Regions from separate parts of the Mus musculus genome. Here regions 2, 3, 4, 5 and 6 are each linked to region 1. A link is a contact called in public HiChIP or PLAC-seq data. All regions are on one chromosome and are shown on one strand. Each heading gives the region's core, a stretch centred on a gene start, on an enhancer-like site or on the middle of the called end of the contact. The rest is flanking DNA. Distances are from core to core; before and after follow the strand shown. Region 1 overlaps Myom1 (myomesin 1). Region 2 overlaps Emilin2 (elastin microfibril interfacer 2). Region 3 holds the start of Tgif1 (TGFB-induced factor homeobox 1). Region 4 overlaps Lpin2 (lipin 2). Region 5 has its middle 6.5 kb from the start of Gm41610. Region 6 overlaps Emilin2 (elastin microfibril interfacer 2).

What was found. HiChIP or PLAC-seq counts read pairs in DNA pulled down with a chosen protein or histone mark.
Region 2: a contact with region 1 is called in a CTCF HiChIP or PLAC-seq map of the NIH/3T3 cell line, with 8 read pairs. The contact joins two enhancer-like sites. A contact is called at or near these places in 1 of 15 datasets of contacts at CTCF or cohesin (the NIH/3T3 cell line), 1 of 484 Hi-C or Micro-C datasets (Th1 cells), 3 of 115 datasets of contacts at active chromatin or transcription factors (bone marrow-derived macrophages, kidney and pancreatic cancer cells) and 2 of 9 other capture datasets (adipose tissue and liver).
Region 3: a FOXA1 HiChIP or PLAC-seq map of pancreatic cancer cells shows a contact between it and region 1. The contact joins the promoter of Tgif1 here to the enhancer-like site in region 1. A contact is called at or near these places in 1 of 39 promoter capture datasets (liver), 1 of 484 Hi-C or Micro-C datasets (liver), 3 of 115 datasets of contacts at active chromatin or transcription factors (bone marrow-derived macrophages, hepatocytes and pancreatic cancer cells) and 2 of 9 other capture datasets (adipose tissue and liver).
Region 4: an H3K27ac HiChIP or PLAC-seq map of the HPC-7 cell line shows a contact between it and region 1, with 6 times the contacts expected there. The contact joins two enhancer-like sites. A contact is called at or near these places in 10 of 39 promoter capture datasets (the C10 cell line, the HPC-7 cell line, HPC-7-derived erythroid cells and 8 more), 2 of 15 datasets of contacts at CTCF or cohesin (large pre-B cells and pro-B cells), 13 of 484 Hi-C or Micro-C datasets (B cells, the C10 cell line, the CH12 cell line and 10 more), 3 of 115 datasets of contacts at active chromatin or transcription factors (the HPC-7 cell line, a colorectal cancer cell line and pancreatic cancer cells) and 4 of 9 other capture datasets (adipose tissue, embryonic stem cells, liver and 1 more).
Region 5: a FOXA1 HiChIP or PLAC-seq map of pancreatic cancer cells shows a contact between it and region 1. The contact joins two enhancer-like sites. A contact is called at or near these places in 1 of 484 Hi-C or Micro-C datasets (liver), 1 of 115 datasets of contacts at active chromatin or transcription factors (pancreatic cancer cells) and 2 of 9 other capture datasets (adipose tissue and liver).
Region 6: a FOXA1 HiChIP or PLAC-seq map of pancreatic cancer cells shows a contact between it and region 1. The contact joins two enhancer-like sites. A contact is called at or near these places in 2 of 484 Hi-C or Micro-C datasets (cerebellum and liver), 2 of 115 datasets of contacts at active chromatin or transcription factors (the HPC-7 cell line and pancreatic cancer cells) and 4 of 9 other capture datasets (adipose tissue, embryonic stem cells, liver and 1 more).

The regions. Positions count from the first base shown.
Region 1 is chr17:71,087,692-71,090,391 of GRCm38.p6, forward strand. It overlaps Myom1 (myomesin 1), which reads left to right. Exons shown (of 37, transcript NM_001083934.1): 20 at 2,132-2,316. Among named protein-coding and RNA genes, the nearest start is that of Myom1, 69 kb to the left of the region's middle. Within about 2 kb of position 1,415, at least 97 of the 459 cell types and tissues checked have an H3K27ac peak or open chromatin away from gene starts, as enhancers often do. A contact at or near this core is called in the HPC-7 cell line, the NIH/3T3 cell line, the STO cell line and 4 more, where this site is marked.
Region 2 is chr17:71,289,290-71,291,989 of GRCm38.p6, forward strand. All of the region lies in intron 2 of Emilin2 (elastin microfibril interfacer 2), which reads right to left. Among named protein-coding and RNA genes, the nearest start is that of Emilin2, 20 kb to the right of the region's middle. Within about 2 kb of position 1,427, at least 38 of the 459 cell types and tissues checked have an H3K27ac peak or open chromatin away from gene starts, as enhancers often do. A contact at or near this core is called in the NIH/3T3 cell line, where this site is marked.
Region 3 is chr17:70,849,827-70,852,526 of GRCm38.p6, forward strand. Tgif1 (TGFB-induced factor homeobox 1) reads right to left here and starts at 1,384. Exons shown (of 3, transcript NM_009372.3): 1 at 1,046-1,384. The coding sequence starts at 1,061.
Region 4 is chr17:71,249,450-71,252,149 of GRCm38.p6, forward strand. Lpin2 (lipin 2) reads left to right here. Exons shown (of 20, transcript NM_001357791.1): 20 at 1-369. Among named protein-coding and RNA genes, the nearest start is that of Emilin2, 60 kb to the right of the region's middle. Within about 2 kb of position 1,417, at least 104 of the 459 cell types and tissues checked have an H3K27ac peak or open chromatin away from gene starts, as enhancers often do. A contact at or near this core is called in the HPC-7 cell line, the STO cell line, a colorectal cancer cell line and 1 more, where this site is marked.
Region 5 is chr17:70,833,428-70,836,127 of GRCm38.p6, forward strand. No RefSeq gene overlaps it. Among named protein-coding and RNA genes, the nearest start is that of Gm41610, 6.5 kb to the right of the region's middle. Within about 2 kb of position 1,279, at least 129 of the 459 cell types and tissues checked have an H3K27ac peak or open chromatin away from gene starts, as enhancers often do. A contact at or near this core is called in liver and pancreatic cancer cells, where this site is marked.
Region 6 is chr17:71,266,277-71,268,976 of GRCm38.p6, forward strand. All of the region lies in intron 4 of Emilin2 (elastin microfibril interfacer 2), which reads right to left. Among named protein-coding and RNA genes, the nearest start is that of Emilin2, 43 kb to the right of the region's middle. Within about 2 kb of position 1,290, at least 33 of the 459 cell types and tissues checked have an H3K27ac peak or open chromatin away from gene starts, as enhancers often do. A contact at or near this core is called in the HPC-7 cell line and pancreatic cancer cells, where this site is marked.

The DNA of each region.
Region 1 (2,700 bases), core at 165-2,664:
ATGAAATGGTAGATAGCAATGTAAACTCGAAACTAAATTCCTCATGCTCCTATTTCAACTAAGACCCATAGCTGCCATTGCTCAGCCTCTGTTTGGGAGACTGGCCGAAATACACACTTTGAGCCAAGTGAGCACTTGGGAACTTTCTTCCATTTGTCTCTTAAAGGCCAATTAAGAGCATTGCAGATTTACTTCCAGAACCATTTACCACATCCTTCGACACTGCTCTCCCCTTCTCTGAAGCACACACCTACCAATACCCAAATCACTCCCTAGAGGTCAGGCAGAGATGGTGGCTTCTCCCAGTTATCTGCCCTCCCTCCTCTTCCTAGCTCTCCACTAAGTTGCCTACATTGGCTTATCATGCCTGAGTGGGCTATGAGCCTGGCTTCTCTCTACTAAGCCCTAGTATCTATATGTCCACATACCACACTCTCCCCTCAACAGTCATGGAATCTGATTAGCAAATAGTCTGCTTTGGAGGTTGTCCTTGGGGGTGGCTGGATACAAGAGGAAGAAAAGAAAGAAGTAAGCAGAAAAACTTACCCATGTTTATGCCTCATATGGTGCCATAAACCCAAACACATATAAACGTTAAATATTAACAGACTTACTAAGTCATTAAGGTCCCAACTAGTAATGGGCCCATGGTAGATGATTTAATTTTGCTATTGATTTCTGACCCATGTACACAGAACTCCTTGGTTTTATAATCAGCATATCGAACAACTGTCTGTTAGTATCGTAAGTTGTATGAACAGTTCAGATCACACAAAGGCAACCTGTGTGGGCAGCCACCCTGCCCTCTCCACCCATTCTTCTACAAATTCCTCTGTCTGAAGCCCCGAAACCGTGTTCCTGAAGAACTACCATGTTGCCCTACTCAGCAAATACCTCTCTGCTTTCCTTCCTCCAAATGTGAATACAAAGTTTGCAAAAAGAAACAGGAGTTGGTTCAAGCCTTGTTCAACACCAGCAGATCTGCAGAGGCAAACACCTGCCTTTGAGCCAGGTGTTAAAAAATCCTTTCTGCCACCGCCACACAGGTAGATCTGTTTCCAAATTCTTACAGTTCTGAAAGTTCAATGTGACTGTCTACAGACTTAGCCCCCACAAAGGAAGCATGCTGATGAAACAGTTGCAGGGTGGGCTCAGTAGAGAAGCATCCCAGAAACCTCCCTGATGTGTCCTTGACTTAGGGAGGAGCGTTGGGCAAGCAGCTGTCAGGAGCTGTTCTAAACACAGTGCTTTGCCTTCCTTCCCTTGTGAAGGTGACTAACCTAAGGTACGACTTAAATGACACATGGAGAGTCACAAGGGGAACAAGTAAGTGGCAGGGTCAGGACTTGAACTGTGGCCTTCCTCTTCTCAGAGGTGACAGAGCAGCATCTAGTCCACCTGTAGAGAAGGCTGACTGCCCCACTGGCTGCAAGGATGACCCAAGTTCATAGTCACCAAAGCCCTTCGCTGAGCAGAACATGCCGTACTATTTGATAATAATATTTAAATATACTTTCATAGAAAATATTAGGAAACAAGAACGGTACCTACTTGAAATTGCTAAACCAAAGTAAATAAGAAGGCAAATATTGAACTGCCAGTTGCATAAGGCTGAAGCCTAGCACGGCAACGTCAGTGTTTGCAGTTGGTGTCGAGTCACTGTGAGTCATGTCAGGTGATTCTGATCGGATGGCTCGACAGAAGTTGTTTATTTGAAAGAAGAAAAGAGATATGCGCTTGAATAACAGCCAGTGGTCACAAAAAGGTACACATGGTGACATCATAGTTTAGAGTGGAAAAAAATGCAGCCACGTACACACAGCACACATCGCAGGATCTTTTCTTCAGAAAGTTGTCAAGGCTCCTGAGGATGTGTGCTAGTTACCCTCAGAGTGACTGAAATAAGTGAGGATTGTGTCTACCCTAAAACAGCCTGTGCTCAAGTGGCCGTATAGCAGCCATGGACACTTGCAGTGGCTACAGTATGCCTGCTTTCAGGAGACTGATAGGTTTCTTAAAGAGAATGCCATCCTGAGGGTCAGCTCAGAGACCCTAAGGGTGACATAGGAGTGTGCTCAGAGCGAGTCTCCTCACGTACACAGACTTCTGCCGCTCTCTCTCCCTGACTCAGGACCACCACACAGCGTGAAGCTCAGTGAAGTCAGGAAGAACTCCCTGGTTCTCCAGTGGAAGCCTCCAGTCTACTCAGGCCGGACTCCAGTCACGGGTTACTTTGTGGACCTGAAGGAAGCCAGTGCCAAAGATGACCAATGGCGAGGACTTAATGAGGCAGCCATTGTGAACAAGTACCTGAGGGTGAGAGGCTGCTTGTGACTCAGAGCTTCCTCTCCCTAAGCAGGAAAACTACTAACACTAAGCTAACATAGTCAGACCCAGTTTCATATTTTAGGCTCCTGGTAAGATTCCATCCTCTTGGCAGTCATCAGTGTTGGGGTTTTTTTGTTTGTTTTTTTTTTGTCTTTTTGACTCTTGAAACATGGGTGACCTTTCACCCAAATTCTTTATGCTTGCATGAACATGGAGCGCCTACTGGACTGGGTTCACTGACCCTTGACCTTCACCTCACCCTTACTCTAGATCCCCTGAGTGAGCTCACTGAACCCGCGCCTCACTCACACGCAGGTGTTGCTTATAAGCAGCAGGTTCTCTTACTTGTGTGGGCTGTGTCTTGTGAGCCAA
Region 2 (2,700 bases), core at 177-2,676, 200 kb after region 1:
ATCAAAGCAATGCGTTCAGAATGAAAACACCCTTCCAGAAAGGGCGTTCTGGTTCTTGGAATGGGGAGACAGTTGTTGGGGGAGAGCCTGATTATAAGTTGATGGCTTTGTTATTTCCTCTTGAGTTAATTTCCTTACACACTTAGGGGCAAGTTAGGTTTCAAAACCCACTCAGTCTTTTGCCTTGATCATACAGAGTAATGAGTAGGTTTCCCCACACAATTTATAATTATCCTGGAGAAAAAAAAAAAAAGAAGTCTTCATTCCTAAAGAAAGGATTAAAGAAAACTCAGTGTCAAGCCCTCCCCAACTCAGCTACAGCAGATAATGGAGCTGTTATTCTTGGGTTAGCTCATGCATGGGACCTGCCTTCTGAGCAACTCAGTCGAGGTTATCTGGTGCTGGCCGCATCCAGCCCATCAACCATAGATTAAGGCTGTGTTCCAAGGAGGCCGCATTCTTAGCTCTGAGAAGTACATCCCCAGATCAAGTCACTGGGTGTTGGGAAAGAAAAGGGAGTCTGAGCGTGAGCCAGCTCACATGGTTTTAAATAAGAGCTCTCTATGGGAGGCCCATCTCTGTTGTAGGCTGTTCTTCCCATATGTACGGCTTCGGTTCTCATTCCTCTACTCTGTTTCCACATTCCTAGCAGCAGAAATCACAGAGAAACCAGCTCCCCTCCACTCCCTAATGAACTCATCCTTGTGTTCCCACAGTGTGGACCATGAGAACATCTGCTGGCCTGGGTCTGTGAGCCAGCCTTTCTTCTCAGAGCTACTGAAGAAGAATCTAATTTCTAGGTGTGTGTGTGTGTCTGTATGTCTGTGTGTGTCTGTGTGTGTCTGGGTATCTGTGTGTCTATGTGTGTGTGTGTTGTGCATCTGTGTGTCTGTATGTGCATAGGTGTCTGTGTGTCTGTGCCTGTATGTCTGTGTGTCTGTGTGTCTGTGCCTGTGTGTCTGTGTGTGTGTGTGTCTGTGTTTCTCTGTGTTTCTGTGTGTGTCTGTATGTGTATGTGTGTGTGTGTGAATTCATGTACACTAAAATGTATGTAGGTCAAAGGACAACTTGCACAAGGTGGTTCTCACTCTCCACCATGTAGGGTCCAGGTACCAAACTCTTCCCTCAGTGGCAATTACCTTCACCCACTAAGTCATCTTGACAACCTAAGACCTCTATTTTGATCACTCCCTTTCTTTTTGAATTGTCTGGACACTCCTACAAAACAAAACAAAACAAAACACTATAAGTCTACAGCTCTCCTTCACTCAGCTCAGAGGAGGCTTTGCAACCTCTGTCCTCCCGTTTCAAAGTTCAGTGCGCCTCCATTCATCTGCACTCCCAACCATGTTCTCAAACCACTTTGGAGTGGTGGATACTATACAAATTTGGCTGTGCCATCCAGCCACTAATTAACTCCAGGCCTTTCCACAAAGTCTCTGGACTGTGGCAAGCCTTTAGGCCACACCCATAACAAGATTGCAATCCCTCAGAAATGGAAAACGTAGAGACTGAAGAAACTTCTCCATGGATATAAGAAGAGGTTCTTCTGTTGTACCAACCCATGCTCACTTTAAAATCGTCATCATCTGAAACACAGGGACACTGTTCTCTAAGCTATGGTCACACTGGGGGAAGGATAAAAGCATCCGAAATAAGAAGTTTGCACCTATCTCCAGACACCAAACCCTGCTGCTTTGCTGATGCCAAGAAGTGCTTGCTGACAGGAGCCTGATATAGCTTTCCCCTGAGAGGCTCTGCCAGAGCCTGACAGATACAGATGCAGATGCTTGTAGCCAACCATTGGACTGAGCACAGGGTCCCCAACCGAGGAGTTAGGAAAATGACTGAAGGAGCTGAAGGGGTTTGCAACCTCATAGGAAGAACAACATTATCAACTGACCAGACACCCCCAGAGCTCCCAGGGACTAAACCACCAACCAAAGACCCATGGCTCCAGCTGCATGTGTAGCAGAGGCTGGCCTTATCTGACATCAATGGGAAGGGAGGCTCTTAGTCCTGTGAAGGCTAGATACCCCAGTATAGGGGAATGCTAGGATGGTGAGGCAGGAGTGCATGGGTGCGTGGGGGAGCACCTTCATAGAAGCAGGGGTAGAGAGGATATGATAGAGGGTTCCCGGTGGAGAAACCGGGAAAGGGATAACAGTTGAAATGTAAATAAATAAAATATTCAATTAAAAAAAAAGTTTGCACCTCTTACAGCCTCGGAGTCCTTGAATAACACAGTGATGGAAGCCATTCTCACTCACCGGTGCTCTGCTAAGAGAGCAGGCTTTCTCTATTGGAAGAATGCTGCCATTGCCCAACCCCCACGCCAAGTTCTAAATATGTAACAAGCATTAAGAGTGGAGGGCACTGCTCACCAAGATAAAGAAAGAATTGGGGCTAGGAAAATAGTTGGGTCAGTAAAGTACTGGACATGCAAGAGTGAAGGCCCCAAGCTCAGATTTCCAGCACCCAGATTATTAAAAATCTGGTGTTATAGCACACACCTCTAATCCCAGTGCTATGAAACCCAAGATATGGGGATTTCTGAGGATTGCTGGCCTGTCTATCCAATCAAGTTCAATGAAAGGCTCTCTATGTTTTTTTAAAAGTAGAAAACAATAGAAGAGTAATCTCTAAGATCTATCCACCTTTGGCCATAACATATATGTGTACCCACGGTCATGTGAACAC
Region 3 (2,700 bases), core at 134-2,633, 240 kb before region 1:
ACTCGAGGAAGCTCCCGGGCATGCGCACCAGCGCCCCCTTCCCCCCGCCCGCTTCTCCAAGCGATTAACTTCTGTTTTGAACCACTCCACATAAATCACAACAAAAAAAGCCAACTCCAGTCCACGACTGGAACACTCGAGGGACCTCCCAGTCAGGGACTCCAAAGTTAGCTTCAAAAGGGACTTCACAGTCTTTGACCTTTTGGGTTTTTTTTTTCCCCCCTTCCTCCCCAGTGTGTTTTGTTTTTAAACCAGACTGACGGCAAGTTTTAGTTGTAAAGCTTTGGTGGAAACAATGACAGCCTCGCTTTTTGCACTTACAACCAAGCCTGCTTGTCACACTTGGACAGTTTTCGACTGCATGGTACTTGTGTTCTAACAGCACACGCGGTCCTAAATTCATCGTGGGAAAACTTTCAGAAACTAGTAAAAATTTTAAAGTCCATCTTTCCAAAGCTATGCTCGCCCTAGGGCGATATGTGTGGGGGTCCCGGATCACATTCCTTTGATAGTGAAAAACACATCTCTTTAAAAAAAAAAAAAAAAAAAACATTGCCAGGATCCGGCGAGGAGTGAGAGAACACCCGGAACTACAAACTTTTAGACAAAAGGTAAGGCGACTGGAATTCGCCAAGGACCCCCCACAGGGAAAAGCGAGGTGCCAGGGTCTCCTAGAACATCAACCGCAAAGCCCTGCCCCAGAAACGGCACTAGAAACCACGCGGCGCCTGGGCCGAGCATGGGGTGTCAGGAAGACAATGAAACTTGGAGGCGTACAAACAAGGCGCTGAGCGTGGTTCTTGACAACGTGCCAACAGCGTGGCGCGGCTCAGCCTCCCCACAACAGCCCCTCGGGTTGTGTCTAGAAGGAAAAGAACACCAACTGCCATCAGAGACACAGCCTCAACAAAGAGAACAGCCACCAATCCAGCCGGGGAGCCACTGGTCCGAAAAGTCCCATCAAGTCAGTGTTCTCCCGATCCGGCGCGGCCCGCACATGTCCCGCACTGGTGCCCCGGGCGCTCACAGCCCGCCGCCACCTTACCCTTCTTGCTTTTCATTCTGGAACTCGAGTCCCAGTGAGAGGTGAAGCTGGGGTTTCTAGGAGCCAGCAGCCGTGGAGTGGCGGGAGGGTAGTCGATGATCCTCCTCCTATACTAGTGCTCCGGTAACTTACAAGAGAGTGTTCCAACCACTATTGCTAAACAAGGTGCTCCGGTCTCAGGCGCTGGCTTCTGGGTTGGAATTCAAGTGACACTTGGGCTTCCTCCAGTCGGGATCTTCTGGCAGCCAGCCGGGGGTTCTCCCTGGCCCAATTCCCTCCCTCCCTACTCAGCTCCTTTGTTTCCCGCTCCACTCGGCGCACCTCGGCGCTGTCAGAGTGAGAGAGCAGAGGGAAGGTACAGGAGGTCCTGCCTCCGCCCCCAACCGCCCGCCCCGTCCCCCGCCCGCCCCGCCGCGCTCCTCTGCCCCTCCCCCGCACCTTCCAGCTCCACAACCCTGGGCCTGGGGGCCGAGATCACCCGTCCCTCTACGCGCTGGCGGAACCCAGAAGCAGGGTCATGCCTGCCTGCCCGTGGCGAGAGCACCATCTCCATCCCTCAGCTCTCAGCGGCCACACTGGTTTCTCTTTTGGGGCCTTTCCTCCCCGGGCTAGCGAAGAGTGCATTTAGTTTGTAAAGGATGGAGAGAGGTTTAAGGACATCTCCTCTGTCCACCCCAGAGAAGAAAAGACACCCCCATCCTTGTTTTTGACAGCTGCCCCAAACTTCACTGTCTCTGCTCCAGCCGCCGGAGGCAGCAGCTTCTGATTCAAGGGGTGGGGCACCGAAGGAAAAGTATTCCAGACAAGAATCAACTTCTTCCAGAAGGCGCAGCTGCCATTGACACGCGGGCGCGGCACAGCGCACCCTCCTCCTCGTGGACTCTTCTGCCAACAGCGACAGTGGGGGTGGGGGGAGGCAGACATAGTCACCGTGGGCAAATGTCTATTCCCCCGGGCTAAAGCTCTGAGTTCCGGATTGGATTGCAAGGCAGTTTCGAAATCTAACACGTTGCGAATAGACACTTGTCATGCTCACATGCTCTTTAAACGTCTGGGCTAGGGGGACGGCCAGAGCGCGCGTGTGCCCCACTGCGACTCCCCCACCCCCACGCGCCTTTTTAAAAAGATGGGGGACTACGCCGGGACTGCTCATCTGTTTCAGTAAACAGTGTCTACTTTGTGTGCTAATATCCCACCAGAGGACACCCTTCAGTATTTCAAACAGAAACTAGCCATTAAATAAACACTCATTCCTATTGGTTTATTTTGCTTGAGAGGGGAGCTCCAAAGAGTTGAACGAAGAATCGAGAATCGTCCCCTCCCCAAATACAAGCCAGATGCTGTTATGGCTGACTTCGAGACGCGCACGCCCGCACTTCTGGGTCTAGTTTTCACCTATGCCCGGTTGTTTAAAAAAAAAAAAAAAAAAAAAAAAAAAAAAAGCAAAGAAAAGCAACTGTCACATGTCACAGAAGACTTTCCCCATAGAGGGGGGGAAAAACCCCAAACGTAAATAAGCTGAGCAGCGACGTCACCGCCGGTGTCTGTCTCCAGTTTCGGCTTTGTGGCTGTTCTGGTTTTGTGACCTCGGTGGAGATCCGGCAGGAGGAGACAGACCCGTAAAAACAAGGTTAAAGCCGAGCCACAGTAAGGCG
Region 4 (2,700 bases), core at 167-2,666, 160 kb after region 1:
TTCAAAGCCATCATCTGAGAGAAGAAACGGTTCAGGCGACATGAGCAAGTTTCTGGGAAACTTTGTTTGAGAGCATGCTAAGGTTTATTTAAAACCCCAGGAATTGCTCTTTCCAGGTGAAAAATTCTTTTTTTGACCTGAAGGCAGAGGAAAGAGTTCCCTGCTAATGATTCCATTCAGCTGATGAAGTACTTGATTATTAGAGAGCAGTGCCACTAAGCAGCTTTAAGTTGTCCGTAATCATTGTAAACATCAGTGCAGTACCTTCAATATGGTAAAGATGTTGTCTTCAGATGAATGGCTCATATTTTGGTGCAGTGTTTGATGTTCACAAAAAAATGTTACAATAATAAACTAACATAAACTGATTGCATTGGGCTCCTTCCTTCAGGGACTTTGACCGTATCAGTGCCAGAGATTGATAATTACAATTACCAGTTATACATAAACATCACTTTGGCTTTGCTGACTTGCTTGTCTAAAGGAGGGACGACCTCTTCCTGTTGCTCCCTTGCAAACCCTGGCTCCAGAAGAGAAGCTCCGCCCACAGGAACTATGTCTGCCTTGTAGATTCTGTCAAGAAGTGATTTGTCCATCCATCATTTCCCTACACTCTAGTTCCCACACCAGCCCTTCAGAGTCTCCTGGCCATGCTGCTCAGTTTTAATGCCTCACCTTTATTAAGCCTTTCCTGGGTAGCAGCAGGTAACAGTCCATCAGATTAACAGAGTACCCATGAACTTTTTGTAGCACAAGCCCACATCATATGATTGATGGCAAAAGTTAATGTGACATCATCCTCCCTCAGGTCACTGGGCAGCAGATACTACGTCTGCTGGATCGCACAGGAACCACAAGTCTTGGCAGTGGGGCTATATTTTTGTCCTAGAAAATATCTGATTCCTCTAGGCAGTTTTAAGTGCTATGAGAGGATAGAGTTTGGCAGCCCTCACCCCTGTACCTGCATGTGTACCTCCTTCCATGGTAAGATGGCACAAGAGAAGCACAGATTGTGTTTACAAAGTGGATGGGGGCCAGACACCGCCACTCTTGAGACTGTAGGCCTGGAGTTATGGTATCCACTTCCTTTCATGAAGCAGATACGTGGGAAACAAGACCAATCGTCACTGGGAATGCTGACTATATGCTAATCTGGAAATGATTTAAAATACACCTCAGGCATTCCTCCTTGCAGATCCCATTTAATAGTATTTAGTCATTTTAATGGTGCCGTTTGGTGGTGGTACGTATCAAGGGCAAATTGCTCCAGTTCTTAAAAAGCACTGCCTTTTTCTCAAGTCACCAAAGCTCCCTGATTAGAGAAGTTGTACCCTGAACCTGGTGACCCTGTGGTATGTACCAGTCACTTAGTCCTCTTAGGAGGACTACTTGAGGCCAGCATCAATTAAAAGTACTGAGTAAGTACTTAAACTCTGTTTATACCTCTGACTCACTCATGGACACATGACTAGAAGGGGTGTGGTGACTTAGGGAGGGGCCATTGCTCCAAACTCCCCTCCTCCAGACACGCTCTAGCTGTCCCTGTTTTTCATCTCCAAAAAAAGACTGGGGCTCCCATTTTAAACCCATCTCCTGCGTGGGCTGGAGTCCAGTTTGCATCCTGTTTTGTCTTCCAGTGAGCACATGCCTACTGCTGTGGCCCAGCTCACTCCGCCTTGCTTGTTGGATAGAGCGAGCTAGCTAAGTGCACCTCTGCCAGTAACGAAGTCACACACTGGATGATCAAGGTCTGTTGGATGCTCGAGAGACCTGTCTGGGAATGGGGAACACAGTGGCCGTACATCTCCGGTCGGGCCCCTGCCTTACAGCCACTGAACACTTGGCCACTTTGGCACTGAATATGGTCTTCAAAGAAGAGGGAAGGAAACGGACAGAAACATTCGTGTGAGCCAGCCGGGCTTTCCTAAAAGTACTGCTGCTCAGGGTTTTCCATGCGTCATTTCTCAGACAGCAGAGGGCACGCTGACCTTGGTAGCCAACTCCCCAGCTGTGGAAAACCGGGCAGTCCATGACCCGCCTTCCAAATATCCCATAATAACTTTGCAGACAGTCCTTGGAACCTAGTATATTTTGACTACATTAGACTCTTCTGCCAACTGGTTTAGGAGCAAGGCAAGGCTATTGAAACTGGTTTCCCTGTCTGCGCCTTCCACTAGGGACCTGGGGGAGTTGCCTTTCCCTACAGGTGCTGGCTGACAGACCTGGGTGCCTAGAGCTGTGTGCTGCTGTTGGGAAAGTGTCGTGTCAGGCCTCCCAGACCCAAATGTGCTTGTCTTCTCAAATGATCTCCGTTTCCAGCCGGCCCCCCATTTTATATGGGGGGGGGGCTTGTTGCTTAGGAACCAGAGTTTGTAGCCAGAGTTTGTAGTGCTATCTCTGCCAGTGAGCTGTGCAGTGGAGCAACAAGAAGTCAGGCTCATTAGCCTGCAACCAGCTCACCTCCCCTAACAGAGGCCCTCTTCAGCCGCAGGGCCACGGTACACCCTGACCTTCAAGGACATCTGGATGTGGTTTTCCAGCCAAAATCAAACCCCAAATGTCTAAAGCCTGGAAGCTGGCAGGTATGGGATGTTTTACATAACGACTGGGGTTAATTTACACAGTATTCTTTCAGCCATAAAAAATGCTCTAGTTTGTTCCCACCCCACCCCCGCCCCCGGTAACTCCCAATCCATAAGG
Region 5 (2,700 bases), core at 29-2,528, 250 kb before region 1:
CAAATCTTACATAAAGAAATTAAGCTTTTCAAAGATTCTGAATAATATTCCTTAGAAGGCTCTACGTAGCTCCAAGGAAAAGGTTTGCCTCGAACTGACCAGGTCCTGAGTTCAAGCCCTAGTACCATATAAAAAGGACAAAAAGCTTGCTACACAAATAGTTCTTCCTCCTACCTCCACACCCGCGCTATCACAACATAAGCCATCAGTAAATCAGAGCCAGGGAGACAGAAGGTGCCAACCAGTGACCTGAGTTCAACCTCCTAAAGAAGATGAAGGAGATACCTGGCAGTTCCCAGTGTACTCCTCCAGACACTTGCCTACATGTGCACCCTCAGCACACACAAAATACGTGTCAAGTTTTTAAAAATCATTCTTGAATCCCAAATGGGATTAAGATCCCAGAACCAAGAAAATCCAAAGGCAAGCAGGAACTAAAATTTGAGAATAGAAAGGACTACTAGCGGGATGTGGAGACGGAAGACAGCAGGGAGAATGTGGACCTTGAGGCCAGCTAGGTCTGTAAAGTGAAACTTTGTCTCAAAACACAGATAAGATAGATAGATAGATAGATAGATAGATAGATAGATAGATAGATAGATAGATAGGATAGATGCATATATTCATACATATATACATACATACATGGAGTGAAACTTGTCTCAAAACACAGATAAGTAGGTAGGTAGATAAGATAAATAGAAAAGATAGATGCATACATTCATTTATACATACATACATACACACACACACACACACACACACACACACACACACACGGAGAGAAACTTAGTCTCAAACCAGATAGATAGATAGATAGATAGATATAGATAGATAGTCAGACAGACTGGTTGACTCTGTTGGTTAGTTTTGTAGTTTCTGTATCAAAATTTCAAACCACTGCCTTCCTGGTATAGAGTTCCCTCAAACTGGGGCTTTTCACATCACCTTCCGCCAGCAAGCATTACATGATATGCCCATCTCCACTTCTCCGCAAAGGAGCTCGAGTCAGGTCCTCCTCTGGACGAAGAAATCTGAGTTAGCAGTTGGCCCAGCCCTCTGCAAATGGCACACGGGGCTGGCAGTGGCTGCACCTTGCGGACCGAGGACAATAGTCCGGTGCGAAGCTTGGCGTTTGTGTGCGGACCCAGGGGGCGGGGTGGGGGTGGGAGCCTCAGAAACAGGAAGGCCGAGATTACAGTCGGTTTTACAGCTCTTTTGAAGTCGCCGGGAGCCAGCTCGGGAAGCCTGCAGGCTGTGAGCACGTTGATCAAAGGTCCCTTTGCGGGCTCAAATTAACAGGGAGCTGGCGAGCCCGCGCAGCACCTGCCTGGGAAGAGCAGCGCCACAGCAAACCGGCTCATCTTGCCGGGAGGTGAGCCTCTCAAAAAGCTTGCCCAGGCAAAGTACTTAGGTTCTGTCTGGGTCGGAGGGGAAAGGCGTGGTCTGTTTTCTTTGCGTAGAGATATTTATTTTTAACGTTGATCTTTACGCCACTAGAGCCCTCCCCCCTCCGCTCTAATCCACAAGCAACCCCTTTTCAAAAATGGATGGATGAGTTGAGATTGGGAGAGGAATGAATGGTTTTATCATAAAATTGCGCCGGCCCCTTTACGCAGCGTTGTCCCTTTCATCCCTATTAAAAGCCATAGTATTGATAGGGTTTTTTGTTTTGTTTTGTTTTTTAAAGAGTAGCCCTAAAGGGTCAGAATAAAAACAAACACACTGGAAAACAAAGCCCGTGGGCTCAGAGAGCTGATGCCTAGAAAAGAAAGTGAAAAGTTATGTATAGTTGGGTGTTAATACACCGAGAAGCTGCGGAGAGCGCACAGGAGTTCATTGTGTCAGACTCTTTGTAGTTAATGAGACTTAGGAAATCCCCGAGGACTCGGCAGTGCCTCGAGTCTTCCTAAGGAGCAGATGTGGTCAAAAGGAAAATGGAGAAGGGGTAACTTGGTAGACAACAGAGGATAGAGGTATTTAGAAAATAAAATTATAAACGATCATTTGCCAAGGCAACTCCAAAATCCTTTAGAGTATAGGGTGGTTTTGTTCATTTGTTTTTTGGGGTTATCTCTTTGCAAGTCATTTGATTTCAAATGCAGTGCTCGCACAGCATGCAGAATCTGCTGGGGATTGAGGGCTGCATTACAGCCCATAGCCTCAGACAGGCTGAACTCACCAGCCAGCCAGCTTCCTCCCCCTGTACAGCAGTAACAACACCTCTCACTAGGGTTGTGAAGTCTAAACGACTGTACATAAGGTGCCCAATAAATAAGATAATGTGATAAGTGGCAATATAAGGTGTGCAATAGATAGACTATTACTTTTAAGTCAATCTGACTTTGTGTTTCTATGTTTACACATGTAGTATTTGGAAATGAACCTTGGACTTTAAGAACGCTTGGAGTCATTGAACCACACCCAACTCCTATTCTGACATTTCACTGCTATCCAGGATTTACAGAAAATGTTAGAAAAACTCTGCAGCAATGTTATTTTGAAATTTATAAAGCCTTTACAAAAATGTGAAGAAAGATGTATATATTTGTGGCATCTTGATCTCTACTATAAATTGCGAAATGATTGGATTGAGCTTAAGGTATTAAAGCTTTTAATTAGAAAATTTTAAATAAATGATGTTCTGGATATGTCATGCATGTAACTTTGGAGAAAAATGTCAACTACGTGTAACACCCC
Region 6 (2,700 bases), core at 40-2,539, 180 kb after region 1:
TGGCACAACCAGATTCTGACCCTCTTTTCCCATGGCAGCCTCTCACCTTCTGTCTCACTGAAACACTTAGGTTTGCAACAGAACAAATCCATTCCTGTCCCAGAGCCTTCCGGACCATCTTCCTGCTAAATTAATTCTTGCTTCCCGTTATCTATCTATTCTGTTTTATCTTTCCTCGGGGTACTGATTGCTAACTAAAGTCAAACTTTCACCACCATGGCTGTTCTTCTTTTCCTCTAGAGTGTCAGATCCATGATGGCTGAGACAGGACAGAGCTTAGGAGAGATCTGCTAAATAATCTACTGAACCAGGTGTGGCGATACCTGTGACCTAGGAACTCAGGAGGTTGAGGTAGAACAATTACCATGAGTTCAAGGCCAGACTGGGATCTAGGTAAGAGAATAAGTGAATGAAACATGAATGAATGAATGAATGAATGAATGAATGAATGAATGAAAATGTAAAGAGTCAGGAGAGCTGCAGGCAAGAGCAATGAAATACTATAGTGATTACCTGCAATCCCAGGACTGGGGGGGGGGGGGGGAGGCAGGGAAATCTCAAGATCTAGTCATTCTAAGAATGAATGGTAATTAGTAGTAGTAGTAGTAGTAGTAGTAGTAGTAATAGTAGTAGTAGTAGTAGTAGTAGTTGTTCATTTTTCAGAAATTGTATACCCATCAGAGTCTCAGGAGATTCATATATATATATATACATACATACATATATATATATACACATATACATGTATGAGTTTATATATAAATATGTGTGTCCATATATGTGTGTGTGTATATATGAATGAGAGCCTTTTTTGCATATGAATCCTTTTTAAGCCCAGGCAAGAGCACATGCCTTGATAGGATACAAGAAAGACCCTCCTGAGGCCAGCTGCATAACTGAGTCCACCTATGGACCTCACAAGAGCAGACAATAGGAACCTGAGTTATATCTTGACCTGTCATCAAGCTGTACCTTAGGCCCAGTCCCCTCCTCCGGGCTGGTTCTAATTATGGGAGGAGGGACTCGCCGTGTCTCCCAATATGACAGTGTGTTACCCTTCAAAGGCTGGTTTGCTGTGACCAACAGAATGAATGAGGCAGAAGTGATTCCAAGCTACCTTGCCCCCGCCTGTCTGGACCACAGCTTTGCTTTCCATCTGTGGGCCGGTTGCCAGCTGTACCTAAGAGTGGCAGGATGTGAGGAAGCCCACGAGGACACATGTGGAGCAGGGCGACATGGAGGCTCACCACAACTCCAGGACCGTGGCCTACATGAACCTGATCCTTCCTCCAAACACAAAACACAGCTAAGAGGGTGACTCAGGCTGAGTACACAAGACAGCAGCAGAGCCTAGTTACCCTGCACAAGCCCTTGACCCAGGAATGACGGAAAATAACTACCATGGAGATTGGGGTAGGAGATTGCGCGGCAAAATATAACTCCTGTTCACACCAAAGTCTTCCCCCAAATGCCCCCTCTTCCTGCCTTTGAGTTCCACCCACTCCTCATTTATCCATTCACATTTCTTCTAGAAGTTTCTCTCATTCTCTCACCCCACTGCTCACCCTGCCATTTCTCTCAACTATGCTCAGTTATTACTTTCTTCAGCCTGAAGGCTCAGCCCTGTGCCTTTTCCCTTTGAGAAGCCCTGTGGGGATCCTAGTGAGGGGAACAGCCAGTTCTTGTGGCCCCTTTTGTTTGGCTCTCCGCCAGACTTTTGTATTCACATTTGCTACATACTAAGCCCCCATTTACTATGTCCAGGGGTGCACAGAGAGCTTGTGAGTCCACAGGCCCTTTGTACTGTAATACCTGCTCCTTCCTTGACTACAGACTGCATTGCCCCTCACAGATCTGAGGATGCTTTCTGAGGAGAGATGGCACGTGTGATCTCTGCACCCCTCAGAGAGTCTCACGTGCGGTTACAGTCGGTGCTTAGCAAATACTCTGTTGTCTTTTAACTGGTTGACATGTGACTTCAACCTTAGCTACAGGGTCACTCCAGATCCCAGGTCTCCTGGGCCTGTTGGCGCTGGAAGTCAGAGGACACCACTCACTTATTTTTGGCTCCTCTCCATCACAAGTTCTCCCAAGCCCACATGATCTGCACTCACAGCATGACCCCCAAACTGAAGGATGATACATGGAAACCGATTTGTCTCCAGACCTACCCGTCTCCAACTCCGCATAGACGAGCCTCAGAATGGACACAGATTCCCACGCTGTCCAGCACTGCCAATTAACTGGAAATATCTGGCTGTACCTATTATTGTAGAACCCAGTCCAGACAGCATTTTGACCACAAGGGACAATTACCCTCTGAACACATGGGACTCATGACCTTAACTCTACATTCCAGAGATACAGGGGCTGGGAGATCTGAGGTGGAGACTGTGACTGTGTACTACAGATAGCTAAGCCTGGGCACAGTGGCCAGTTCACAGCCGTGCTTGGCCCTGGTGACACTTTATCTATGAAATGAGCACCATGCTCTAGGACAAAGCCCAGAGCACAGCTGCCTGACTGCCATGAATTCTCCCCACACCTCATGAGGTTCCAGGATCTGGACGTGGCCTTCCCTCCCCATAGCTGTTCCTCAGTGAGAGCCTAGTCAGGAAGGCTCCGTTGTGTGGCACCAGCCCAGTGTCACCCTGGTAGAAAAGATGATAGGCCTGCAAGGGAGGATAAGAGAAGAGAGAG